Linked DNA regions of Capra hircus: region 2 is linked to region 1. Evidence: chromatin contacts called from public Hi-C data. All regions are on one chromosome and are shown on one strand. The core of a region is the stretch at or near the end of the contact, and the rest is flanking DNA. Distances in the headings are between cores, read along the strand shown. Region 1 has its middle 46 kb from the start of TRNAW-CCA. Region 2 holds the start of ITM2C (integral membrane protein 2C).

Evidence for each region. Hi-C and Micro-C count contacts between places; a contact is called where the count stands out from the background.
Region 2: a contact with region 1 is called in a Hi-C map of blood, with 2.0 times the contacts expected there. The contact joins the promoter of ITM2C here to the enhancer-like site in region 1. A contact is called at or near these places in 2 of 5 Hi-C or Micro-C datasets (blood and liver).

Annotation. Positions count from the first base shown.
Region 1 is chr2:16,942,467-16,949,177 of ARS1.2, forward strand. No RefSeq gene overlaps it. Among named protein-coding and RNA genes, the nearest start is that of TRNAW-CCA, 46 kb to the right of the region's middle. Within about 2 kb of position 4,130, at least 1 of the 5 cell types and tissues checked has an H3K27ac peak or open chromatin away from gene starts, as enhancers often do.
Region 2 is chr2:17,056,232-17,062,942 of ARS1.2, forward strand. ITM2C (integral membrane protein 2C) reads right to left here and starts at 4,110. Exons shown (of 6, transcript XM_018058402.1): 1 at 3,851-4,110. The coding sequence starts at 3,976.

The DNA.
Region 1 (6,711 bases), core at 2,880-5,379:
ATCTTCCCAGAGTGGACAGTCATATCCTTTCTTCCCATGGAAAAGCATTCATCTTTCGGTCATTTGGTCCATGTACATTTTGTGAATGCCTGTGGTGTGCAAGCATCGAGCAAATTCTACAAGGATACAGTGGTGACGGGGATAGATAGGGAAGCTTCTTACCTATTGGGAGATTGCCACCTGCCGGGGTGAGAGAGAAAGACCTGTCTTCACAATAACCTAGCATAATCACCAACCCCATCTTGCCACCCAGGAGGTCACTGCCATGCAGTTACAGGCCACATCCATGGCCATGGAGCTGCTGAGTGAGGAGCTGCAGGAAAGGGATTAGACCCCACAGTCCAGTTCCTGAGCCAGGTCCATGTTGTCTGAGGGCAGCACTTGCTTATTTGTGCTGTAGAATTCGGCCCTGCTTAATCTGATGGCTCAGATGTTAAAGAGTCTGCCAACAATGCAAGAGACATGTGTTTGATCCCTGGGTCTGGAAGATCCCCTGGAGGAGGGCATGGCAACTCATTCCAGTATTCTTGCTTGGAGAATTCCAGGCTCCAGAGGAGCTTGGTGGGCTACAGCCCACGGGGTCACAAATAGTCGGACGTGACTGAGCGGCTAGTATATTAATGTATAGAATTCAGACTGATACCTGCTACAGATGGCCTGCAGAGAGCAGAAAGGGAGCCCGTGGTGAAGTACCGGAAACTAGGGAGGATCAGGGCACTTAGTGCCTGGAAAAAAAAAGGAATCAGGACACGATAATCAATGCCAGATGTCAAAGAGTCTTAGATTACGTCTGCATGGAAAACTAGACTATGAAAGAACGCTCAATCCCACCCAAAGATGTTCACGGAATGTTGTTAAATGGAGACATTACATTGCAAAACAGTCTGCCTTATGAGCCTCTCTCCCCTTTCTGGGTTAAAAAATGCACATATTGGGATTTAAAAAGTATATAAATACACCTCAACATGTTACCCAGAGAGTTAACTGGGTTATGGTATAGAGTTGCCAGATTTAGCAAATAAAAAATACAAAACATCCAACGAAATTTAAGTTTTAGATAAACGGCAAGTATTTGTTTTTAGAACAAGCATGTTCATGCAATTATTTGTTGTTTATCTGAAATCCTAAATTAATGGGAAGTTCTGTATTTTATCTGGCAGTGCCACAGGGGGGAGTTTTCTTTGTTTACTTTTTTTTTTTAATGATAAACACACCTTAAGTTTGAAATAAAAAGGAGAACTTACTAGAGTCCTGCTTTGTCTAAGAAAGACGTGTGCACGGTGGATTCCTGGATTCCCCCCAGAGCCAAGTTCCTTGAGGTAGAACATATTATCTTCTCTTACTCAGGCCCTGGCCAGGATAGGAATTCACAACACGGGCTGAATGATGCTGACCCCCAGGTGGCGCTGCGGGGCTAAGGGTCCAGATGGCCCGGGATCGCAGCATTAGAGAAAGAGCAACATTACCTCCTTTGGGCCAGGAGCCTTGGGGATCCTCCAGTGCCAGGGGTGCAGGAAGAGCTGGATACAAAACTGGAACTCCGTTTCCAAAGCACACCCCTGAGCCCTTTTCCTTTGCAGAGCCCCCGAACTGCTGCGACTGTGGAAGAGCTGAACCAAGGCATCAGCCACCCATGCCCTCCTGTGTGCCCTAGCCCCTTCCTTCCCACAAGTCCCCAAGCTTCTCCTCATTGATTCAGTTCATATTTCTCCAGGGAATGAAAGGGGATCAGTCCGTGCCCTGGGACACTCAGCTGTCCATGGGTAGATACCGGGAGAGAGATGGAAAATAGCTCCTGTCCTCAGGGAAGGGAGAATCTAGCTTTCAGGGAGAGAGGAATGAAGGATCTAGGGCCCGAGGGTGGAGATGCTCAGAACTTGTAAATTGCTGACATAGCTGAGCTGGTGTCCGTGCCTTGGCACAGCATGTGCTGAGCAAAGGAGATGTTCGGTAAACGTCCTTTATCCAACCAGCACTCTGAGGCCCTAAGCTGTGCCCAGAACTGGGCTAGGCTCTGGGGATGGAGCCCCTTAGTACTTCAGGGGATTATATTATGTTTTGGTAGCAGAGAGACAGCAATAAACAGGAAGAACAATGCCATGATTTCTTTTGGTGTTAAGCTAGAAGAAAATAAAGCAAAGTTATCAGTTTCTATTTAAAGCTGTTTCTTTACTGGTCCAGGCTGATAGTGATGCACACAGGAGCAAAACTGGAGGAGTGGGCAGGGAGAGCTACTTCCAACCCCTGGCACAGCCAACCATGCTTGGGTCCCTCTTGGAGGGGCCTGGAGGAAAATTTAGTTCTGGGAATCACCAGAGTGATGAGATCCAGCTGGCTGGAAAGAAAAGGTCCAAGAAGAGGAAATTCAAGTCCCTGGGGCCTCTTTGGGTAGAACAGGGCAGGGGACAGCTCAGGATCAGCCCAGCAGGGAAGGGAGTGGATGCAGAGAATTAGAGAGAGAGAGAGAAAGAGAGAGAGAGAGAGAGAGAGAGAGAGAGAGAGAGAGAGAGAGAGAGAGAACCTCAGTAGGGCAGGGGTAGGGAAATATGATGGTTAATTTTGTGTGTCAGATTGACTGGGCCACCATGCCCAGAAACTTGGTCAAATATTATTCCAGATGTTTCTATGAGGGTTTTTTGGGGAGAATGGTGTAATATTCAAGTCAGCAAGTTTTTGAGTAAAATAGATTGCTCTCCATAACCTAATATGGGTGGGCCACATCCAATCAGTTGAAGGCCTTAAGAGAAAAGACTGAGCTCCCTCGAGCTAGGGGGAGTTTGTCAGCAGACTGCTTTTAGACTTGAACGGCAGCATCAGTTCTTCCTTGGGTCTCTAGCCTGTTGGCTCACTGCAGATTTTGGACTTGCCAGTGTCTGCGATCATGTCCGCTTCATTCTCTAAAATGAATCTGTCTCTCCTTATACACACATCCTATTCATTCTATTTCTCGGGAGAACCCTGACTGATACAGGGAACCTCGGACCTTGGTTGAGGTTGGCAGACCTGAGAACTCCCTGAGACTTTCAACATTTACCAAGCATCTGCGGTGTGTTGAGCTCCCAGACACTGGGCATGGTGACTATGAACAAGGCTGCTCCCGAAAGTCTAGAATTGGATGATGTGGGCCTGTCCCTGACATGGCTTTGGATGAATATTTAGCCCAGAGGGAAGGCACTGGGCCTGGGCAGTGAGATGAGATGGACAGCTCATCCTAGAATTCCTCTTGATGAGACTAATCTTCAGAAAACTACCTTAGATTTACTCGGGGAAGTAAGCCCCCCCCCCCCGCCCCCGGAAGTGACCACATCACTGCCCTCCCTTCCTTCTCTCCCTCAGCACCTTGATCCAGTCCCTGACCTGCCCAGCCTTGCACGGGCCCTGACCCATTCTAGAGGAGAGGAGGAGATTTCTACCCGCTGTCAGGGAGCTTGTATTCAGGGTGGCTCATGGTTGGATGGCATCACTGACTTGATGGATGTGAACCTGAGCAAGCTCCCGGGAGTTGGTGATGGACAGGGAGGCCTGGTGTGCTGCAGTCTGTGGGGTCGCAGAGTCGGACATGACGGAGCGACGAACTGAGCTGAACTGACATTCGTGGGAATAACATCCAGTGAGTTGCCACACACATGCCCATAACTTAGGAAATCCAACTGAAAAAATCGGGATGAAGAAATTTTTTAAAAGTCTCATTAATGCATGTCCCTCTTCCCACTCCCATTTTCAAATCAGATCTGCTCCCAGGGCAAGGGCAATCTTGTCTACAGTGCAGGGGGACAAGTTGGTTTTTGCTTTCGAGCTTCAAGGTCTGGCTCTTGGTGGTTTAAAAAAGGGATCTTCGAGGGTGATTTTGGCTACAAGGATTTAAGCTTTCTGTTCTGGCTTTTGAACTTCGCACTCACACCACCCCCACCCCCACCCCAGTCACAGGAATCTAGGACTTCACAGAACCAGTTCAAGGCTTGCGTGAGAAGCCCTCAGCAGGATTAATGGCCAGATGAGTTTTCTCCTAAGCCTGGGGTCCGGCACAGAGTAGGCAGCCAGCAAATGTTTGTCAAGGGGTTCAAACAAGATCGATGCCCAAGCTCATGGAGTCTGATGGAAGGCGACACAGCTGGGGCCTGGGGCGGCCAGCTGAGAGACCTCAAGCCAGGGGGGTTTGGAGGCAGGCCTAAAGAGAGATCCGTCTGCGTGCTGGGAAGGGGCTTGGGGCCCACCAGCACTTCCCAGAATGCCTTCTGTTTTCTTCTTGACAAGCGGTGAGAGCCTGAGGGAGTTATGGGTTTCTCAGCGCAGTTGTAGTATGAGTGGTCCTCACCACAAGGCCCCAGAGCCAAGTCAGAAAGAAAGCGAGGCAAACCACTGCCTCTCCTTTCCCATCTTCTGTGAAAGTCTCACGCTGCTGTGGGTTGAATGGGGGCCCCCAAAGAGACATCCACCTTACAATTCTGGGGACCTGTAAATATGACCTTATTTGGGAAAAGGGACCTTGTAGACATAATTGAAGATCTTGAGATGAAGAGACCTGTGGGAGCTTTATCTTGATGGGCCCTAAATCCAATGCCAAGTGTCTTTATCAGAGACACAGAGGACAGACACACAGCAGAGAAGGCGTAGGAAGACAGAGGCTGAGATTGGAGGGTTGCTGCCACGGGCCAGGGGGTGCCTAGAGTCCCCAGAGGCTGGAGGATACAGGAACACCAACAGCCTTAGCGTTTTTGGAGGGAGTGTGGCCCTGCTGGCACCTTGATTCTGGCTTTCTGGTGAGAGTATACATTTCCGTTGTTTTGAGCCACTGACTCCGTGGCAATTTGTTGCAGGAGCCCCAGGAAATTAAAACAGATTCCAACCCCACAGTTCCTGCTCCTTCCAGAGGGTTTGTATTTCTAAGGACTCTTCTCCCACACTTGCTTGTTTTGCCGTGTTTTGCCTTGTTTTGTTCCATGTCCACCTGGAAGTGAGGCTTAGTCCCTTTGTTTCATTCCGAGTAACAGTGCACTTTGATCAAGAATTTCTTGTTTTTAGGAAACTGTGGATTATGGGGTTGGGGGAAGGAGGGTAGCAGAGGAAGGTTCCAGTCTCCAGGGTGATCCTGGGTAAATAAAATGATCTCTAACCTTTGCAAAGCAAATCATAACATCTCTGGGGTGGCCAGGCCTCAGAGGCAGAATCGTGTCTACAAGCGTGTGTGTATGTGTGTGTGTGTGTGTGTGTGTGTGTGTGTGTATGAGACAGAGTTTGTGTTTGCCTGTGCGTCCCTGAGCAGTTCCTCTGTCCCCATCCTGGTTTCCAGGAGAGAAAGGCAAGGCATCCTCCTGGCTAGCGAGACAGAGACTTGTCCCCTGGAATGAGGGATGCTGTCCAGAATCTGCTTCTGAGGACAAAGGAGAGTGGAGAAACAGAAGCCTGCACAGGACTCAAGACTTGTTCTTCTGTGTTCTTCGAGGAGTGGCTGAGGTTTCTGGAGGAGCGGGGCAGGCTCTGGCCACACGCAGCTTCCGTGACTCCACACAGACCCAGAGCACAGCTCCGGCCTCTCTTCTGTGTGCCTGTCGTACACCCACCTCCCTCCCCTGGGGCTGCTCCCGGATGTCCTGTGAGGGCCACCACCGTGTGTGCACTTATACAAGCCAACCCTCCTGCTCATCATCGCCCAAATCCACCCCATCCCCAGAGCCTGCCAGTTGTACCTCCTGCTTGTCACTCGACTGTCACCTGGGCAGTTCCCCCATCGCCAACTCTGCTGGTGCTGTGTTCCTCCCGTTCAAGGCATTTGTGGTGGTTGCAGTTTGCCTGTGAACTTTGGAAGGGCTGCTCTTTCATCAGGGTGTCCCTAGTGCCCCAAATAGTGCCTGGTGCTCAAGAAATACTTGTCAAATAATTGAGTGAATGAAGGAACAAACACAGTTTTGAGCCAAGAGAGGGCTGGAAAGGCCAGAGCTCCTGCCCTAGCACAGCCTGAAGTCTACTTAGGAAGAGCCCCAGGGTCCTAGGTGAAAAGAAAGGGGAGAACCCCAAGACCCTGATGCTGGGAAAGATTGAAGGCAGGAGGAGAACGGGAAGACAGAGGATGAGATGGTTCGATGGCATCACTGACTCAGTGGACATGAGTTTGAGTAAATTTTGGGAGTTGGTGATGGACAAGGAGGCCTGGTGTGCTGCAGTCCATAGGGTCACAAAGAGTCAGACATGACTGAGTGACTGAACTGAACGGAAACTTTTCCAATGAATGCTGGGTTCATGGTGTCTGTGAATGGTGAGAGTTTTACCAGGTGCTTAGTGGGGCCGAGGATGTTCAAGGAACGTGAAATATAGACCCTTCCATCTTTTAGGAAGATATAAGAGGGTTAGTCTGTGGTAATTTAGGAAGTCTTTCTAAACTGTGTGGGTGGCAGACCCCCTTGGGTATGGCAGCAAGCTCTATCACAGCCTTCTCTGTTTGCTCTGCAAATCCCCCCTGACCCCAACATTTTGAAATTGTCAGATCTACAGACAAGTCGAGTATTGTGAACAGCCTTATACCATCCGCTGGATTCTCCAACGGTTAATATTTTGCTATATTTGCTTTCTCTTTCTCCCCCTCTCTGTTTATCTTATGTACTTTTATTTTGCTGAACAATTTGAAAGTAAGTTGCTGACTTCTTGACACTTCACTTCTAAATATCTCAGCATCTCCTAATAAGGATGTTCTCCCACGAAACCACAATACCATTA
Region 2 (6,711 bases), core at 2,860-5,359, 110 kb after region 1:
TCTCCACAGCCCTCTGCTCTGCTCAATTGCTCTCCTGTTCTGCTCCTGACAGGCAAGGGGAGACCCCAGAGAACAAAGGCCGAGGAAGATAGACGCAGAGCTGGCAGGGCATTCCTGGGGTCAACGGTTCAGTGGCTGTGCTCCACTGGTCTCACCAGAAACATTTTTTTCTTTCTGGTAAGAGAAACTCATCCTCCGTGGCAATTTGCTGACAGCCTGGAAACACCCAAGGACCACGGGCTGAGGGGAGCCCGAAGAAGAGAGGGAAAGGAGAGAGAAAGCAGAAAAAAGTCACCGCAGCCCAAGCCCAGACACCAGAGCCCCTCAGCAAAGGCCCGGGGTCCGGGGGCAGGGGGCAGGACCCCCAACCACGGAGGTCCTCTTAGCCCAGCCCATGGGGCCGGTGGGTGGGGATGCGGAGCCCTGCTCCACCCTCTGGGCTGGTTAGGGGACCCTCCCCCCACCCCCCACCACCACCACTGCGGGAGACCCAGCTCCCTCCTGCCAAGGACCTGAGGCAGGGAGGTGGAAAGTGAAATCTGATCCCCAGGTATGTGGGCTGGGGGAGGGAGTGACATTAATCAAAGGCCAAAGCCAGGGAGAAAATTACAGCACTGAGATGACTGTATTGACCTCACTTCTCTCCTCTTGGAGGCCCCCAGCCCAATCGTTTGAGTCTGTACATGCCCACACCTGGCTCTGTGCGTGTGCGTGTGTGTAACACATGGGTGAGCAAAGACAGAGGCAGTTGGTGGGGAGAGGGGAACTGGGCTGAGAGGCATAGGGCTGGCCAGAGGGTGCTAAGAGGGGTGCTTCCGGTCCAGCCCACTTTCTGAGCTGGCTTGTGGCCAGCTGCCCATCAGTGCAGGCAACTCATTATCTCAGAAGCAAGTACCACGTGGGGAGGGTGGGCAGCTGGAGGCCCAGATGGGCCCCCACCCCCATCCCTTCCTGGGCCCCACCGAGGAGCTTCCTTCCAGCAGCAGGTCTGGGGACAAAATCCTCCTTGTTTCACTTTTCTGCAGAGAAGCAGAGGGAGGCCCACAGTGAGGATGCTACTACCCCTAGCCTGGCCCTGGGGGCCTGCACTCAGGTTGACATTTTACTGTGACAGCTTAGAGGGTAGCTTCATGGGGGAGAGGCACTCAGGAATGCCTCTGTTCATCAGTTGGTCCTTCCAAGGCTTTAAGTCTTATTTTTGATTCAGTTCAATGACCAGGGATGGTTCCAGGGTTACCCCCAGCCGGAAGAGACCTTCTAATAAGCTTTCCTCTGACAGCCCATGTGGTTCAGAGAGTAAAGGATCTGCCTGCAATGCAGGACACCTAGGTTAGATCCCTGGGTGAGGAAGATCCCTTGGAGAAGGGAATGGCAACCTACTCCAGTATTCTTGCCTGGGAAATCCCATGGACAGAGGAGCCTGGCGGGCTAGAGTCCATGGGGTTGCAAAGAATCAGACTGAACGAAGCTCACTCACTCTAATAGACTGAGCAACTAACACTTCCACATTCTGACAACCCATCAGCACGGGACCAACCCAAATGCCCTGTTTTGGTGAAGCAGTCCCTGCTCATGCTGTCCTGGGCTACTGTAAATGCTGGGCGCCTCCTGAACTTACTGGTGAGGTGGGGGGCCATGCAGGGGGAGGGGTGGCCACGGCAGGGGGGCTTGCTCTACATCAGGCACTGGATGTGGGGGCAATGTGCCCACTGGCCGGTTAAGGCCACAGGAGGTTCACAGAAGTGAACTCTCTTCCCAAGGCTCCAATTCCATCAGGGGACTGGCAGAGCCAACGTGCAACACCCGAAAGCCTCCCCTGAGCCCTCAGGGCTGAGGAGCTGTGAAAGTTTATTAATAAGCAGATTTGACGTAAAGATGCTGGGATATTAATCCTCCTCCTGGGGCCCAATGGCTCCCCCTTGCCAGTTAAGAGTGAGGGGGACCTTGCCCAACTAACAAGGTTTGCCAGGGGTGGCAAGCACACTCAGCAGGCTCGAGGCCACTGCAAACAGCCCCCAGGGAAGAAGATGTTGATATTTCCATTTCATGCTCGGTGAGGGGGAAGAGAGGACGCTGGACTTGGGAGCCAGAAGCTGGATGTCAGATACTGCCGAGGCGATGCTGGCATCCGCCATCCCTCCCGACACCACGAGCAGGCTGCCACTGGAGAATGTGCGGCTCCTGCGAAATCCGGCAGACCTTCTGATGGAGTTTGAATTGCATCCTCCCACTGTCTGGCTGATCCTCCCTCCTGCCTGAGTCTTGTAGCTCTGGGCGTCAGGGTCGTTTTCCAGGCCTCAGCTGGGTACCCGGCTCTGGGAGAAGCAGCTGGGAGAAGAAAGGGGTGAGCGTCCTGCACTCTCTGGGGGCAGAGGGGGAGGAAGAAGGTTTAAAGAGCCTCTTGCAAACTTTAAAAGCTGCAGGCCAGGCCTTCAAATAGGAAATGTCCCCTTCCCATCCAAGCATCAGAAGAAGACGGAGCTGCTCTGATCCTGGCTGCAGAGCAAACCCCCCAACCCAGCCTGGGTGTTACTGATGCCGCAGTGACCACGCCAGGGCAGGGGAGCTCGCCAAGGCTCTTCCTGGAATTCAGCACTCAGGGAATCTTCACTTGGGTGTGTGACACCCACCTCTGACCACCCTCTCCTGTGTCCCCTTCTCACAGGGCACAGGTCATTCTGCAGCACCCGGCTTTCCATACCCCAGCAAGATTTAGTTGGAGCCATCAATTTGGGGAGGGGCCTTGGCGCTGAGGAAGACATCCCAGTAGCCAGCAACGGGACGGGGACGGGCGGCGTAGATACCTTTGCCGGGGCCACTCCAGAGCCAGACTGAACCAAGCTCTCCCTCCCCTCCTCGCCCGCCACGCGTCCGGCCCCTCTGGGCCCTCCCCTGGTCGGACTCCTCGCAGCTCAGACAGTTTTCCACCGGCGGAAATGCCTCCTCTACCCCAGGCCGGAGGGAAAGGGGAGGAGGGGAGCTGGCGGGGGCGGGGTGCACCGAGGTCCGCCCCCACAAAGCGCAGCCTTCGTGATAGAGGGCACCGGGACACCGCGGGCTGGACGGGGTAGCCCAGAGGTCCAGGGAGGCGGGAGAGGAAGGAAGAGGAGGGCAGGGAGGCCCAGGCGGCCTGGGGTAGGGTGGGATCAGGGCATCCAACCTCGCAACCCCGAATCTCGAATCCCGGACGTGCGGCCAGGAGAGTTCTGGTTTATTTTCATTTCATATCTCATCACTTTCTGATCCACTAATTCAGGTGCGGACTAACAGCACATCCCTCGCCCCCCGCCCCCCCACCCCCAGCAGTCTCCCGTTTGGGACGAAATCCACAGTCCCTCCCCCTTCGTTGGCACCAGACGCCTCATCTCCTTTATTCCCCACCAATCACAACCCACCACCCTACTTTGGGGAAAACAATGTTCAACTCTCCTCCCATCCCCCACCTGGGACTCGACCCGCGGCCCCTCCTCCCTGATTGGAACCAGACGCCTATACCCCCCCACCAACATTCCTCGAACTTCTTCGGACCAACCCCCTCCCCTCTTTGGGGACCAGGCGCCTAGGGCCCCCCTCCACTTTTGGAAGAGACCTGGAACTCTTCCCCACCTGGGACAGCGACCGGATCCCCTCCGATTCTTCAGACTTAACGCTTTCGGCTGCAGCTGAAGGTCGAGACCCAAGCCCCCTCCCCACTTCCGGATGGGAAGATCCATCCCGGACTCCCAGCAACCCCCCCCCCCTCCGCTCTAGACCCCGGGGTCCCGATGCACCTCGGGCAGTCGCCGGAGGCGGCCGGGCGAGCTTCGGTTCCCCGCACCCCCGGCCACCGGAGATCCCCGGCCCTTCTCACCCGAGCCGGCGTCAGCAGGATCTCAGCGGCCGGGGCGGGCGCTGGGGCCGAGGCCGAGGCCGAAGCCTTGTCGGCCTTGTCGCCCTTGATGCCGGCCACCGCCGGCTGGAAGCTTATCTTCACCATGACTGCGCCGGCCCGAGCGTCCCCCCTGTAGCCTCCGCCCGAGCAAAACCCACTCGGTACAGCCTCTCTCGGTAGCACAACCGCTCAGCTCTCCGCAGGCACCGGAAGTTTGGATCTCTTTCGGGTCCTTTTCTCTAACCCCACCCCCAGCCCTCTCCGCCCCCCGCCCGCCCCCACCTCGCCGAGGGAGGGCCTTGACGCCAGCCGCGCCTGCGCCCCCTTCCCGCGGTCGGGGCTCGCAGTGACCCCTGCCGGGCGCGCTGCCCCAACCTGGGAACGTCTGCGGTTCCCGCAACCACTCACTCACTTAGTCCGTCCATCCATGCATCCATCCATGCATCCATCCATGCATCCATCCATTCGTCCAATCAGGCATGGACTCTGTCCCCCTCCGCCGCCGCCTTATCCCTTCCAGCTGCTTCTCCAAGACCAGCATCCTCAGAATACAGTCTTTGTTGAATCCGTGTTTGCCGGGCAAAGGCATCTTCTAGACAAGTTTCCCATCCCCTTTACCCCACTTCCTATCCTCTTCGGAAATGCTGGAGCCTCCTGTGTACCTATTCCCACCGCTCCCTCCTCCCACTTCCTCTTCCGAGGTGTCCTGGGCCCTGCGAGGAGGTGCCAGGTGCCTAACTGTTTGCCTTCGTCCTGCCTCTTGCACCCATCTACACCTCCTTCATTCTCCATCAGTCTTTTCCCTTCATCCTTAGTCCCGGCAGAATCTTCCTGACGGCCCCTGGGGGTGAATCCGAAGGACCAGGCGAGTAGAGAAATGAAGACAGCCCCTGTTCTTTAACTCTCTTGGTTACCTGCAGTAAGGGTCCTGTGGGCCATTTCTCAACCACCCAGGGGGATTCTGGCAAGTGTGACGGAAACATCCGCAGGACAGGGTATCTAGAGGCCCATTCCTTATCTTGGGATGGCTTTGGGATGCTCACCACGCCCTCCTCCGTGACTCCTCCCACTCTCCGGTGGACCCTGCGGAGCAGCCAGAATTGGCCCCAGGGGAAGGTGTCCTGGAATCAACCTCTGCAACAGTTCATTTAGGAACTAAAATTCCAAATGTGAATTTTTACGTGTTTTACCTCTTTCTCCAAATTGAACTGTTGTGTGCTGTTCTTAAAATTGATCTGGTTTATTACAATGTAAAGCACTGGTCGTTTACAGCTTATCGTCATAATTAAGCCCTAGAAGGTCAGTGGACCACTGCTGCAAATGCAGTAGTCTCAGAAAAGTGTCTACCACCACCCTCAGAGTTCTATCAGCTCCCCAGAGCTTATCCATTTTATAACTGAAAGTTTGTACCTTTTGACCAACCTCTCCCTATTTCTCCCATCCCCAGCCTGTGGTAACCACCATGCTATGCTGTCTTTGGTTCCATGAGCTAAACTGTTTTAGGTTCCACATATAAAGAAGATCACAGGTAGTGTTTGTCTTTCTCTGTCTGGTTTATTTCACTTACGCATAACATCCTCCAGGGTCATCCATGTTGTCATAAGTGGCAGGATTTTCTTAATTTTTATGGCTGAATAATATTCCATTTTATAGATATACCGCATTTCTTTTTATCCATTCATCCATCAGTGGACATTTAGGTTGTATCCATGTCTTGGCTATTGGGACTAATGCTGCAGTGAACATGAGAATGCAGATATCTTTTCAAGATACTGATTTCATTCCCTTTGGCTGCATAACCAGTAGTGGAATTGCCAGAGCACGTGGCAATTCTATTTTTAATTTTTTGAGGCACCTCCATACAGTTTTCCATGATGGCTATACCTGCGAAGTATATTAAGTATATTGAGGAGAGAGTTCTGCTAAAAAAAAATCAATAGAAGGATACAAATCTCTAGGAAATCTAATTAATAAATAAGAGAGAAAATATCAAATACATTTCTATATCTTATAGAAAGAAGATGTAACTATAGGTAAGGTGGATATTACAAATTATAATGTCTTTTATATATAATTATATCTAATAAATATAAATATCCTGAAGTGATGATTTTATAGAAAAGTATTTTTTTGGCCAAAATGGAGCCAAGAAGTAGTAGAAAATCTTAATGCCCTAATCAAGGAAACCACTGGAAAAAGTTCTCAAACAATTATCTCAAAAATTAGTTCTGAGCAGCCAGACCAATTAACTGGATAATAATTCTTTCCAACTAAAGCAACAGTTAATTCCACTGATGCTCTGATGAATTTTAGGCATAGATGATATATTCTGATAGAAAAAATCTGACAAATAAAAGAGAAAAACAATTTTAGTTATGAATAGAGATACAAAAATTCAACAGTAATTGTAAGAAAAGCGAAGAGCCATCAAGTAGACTCCTAAGAATAAAGACACAGATTTTGTGTTTGAAAATCTATTTGGGGAGAAATGGCTTTGTAAAATAATGCTTAAGAGTAATAGTTATTCAAACTTGAAAAGCATAAAGAAAACAAAACAAGCATTATGACAAAACCCACAATAACCACTGTGAATGCGCTGTTATTTTCTCTCCAATACTTTTTACTCTGTGTGTGTGTGTGTGTGTTACAAAACCGGAACCACATGTTGTGTCTGTGTTTGTGTTCTCAGCTGACGGTAATTTTGACCCTCAGGGAACACTTAGTAATGTTTGGTGACATTTTCGGTTGTCACAATGCGGAAGAGGAGGGGGCCAGAGTAGGTGATACCGGCCTCTAGTGGGTATAGAGACCAGAGATGCAGCTGAACATGTTTTAATTCA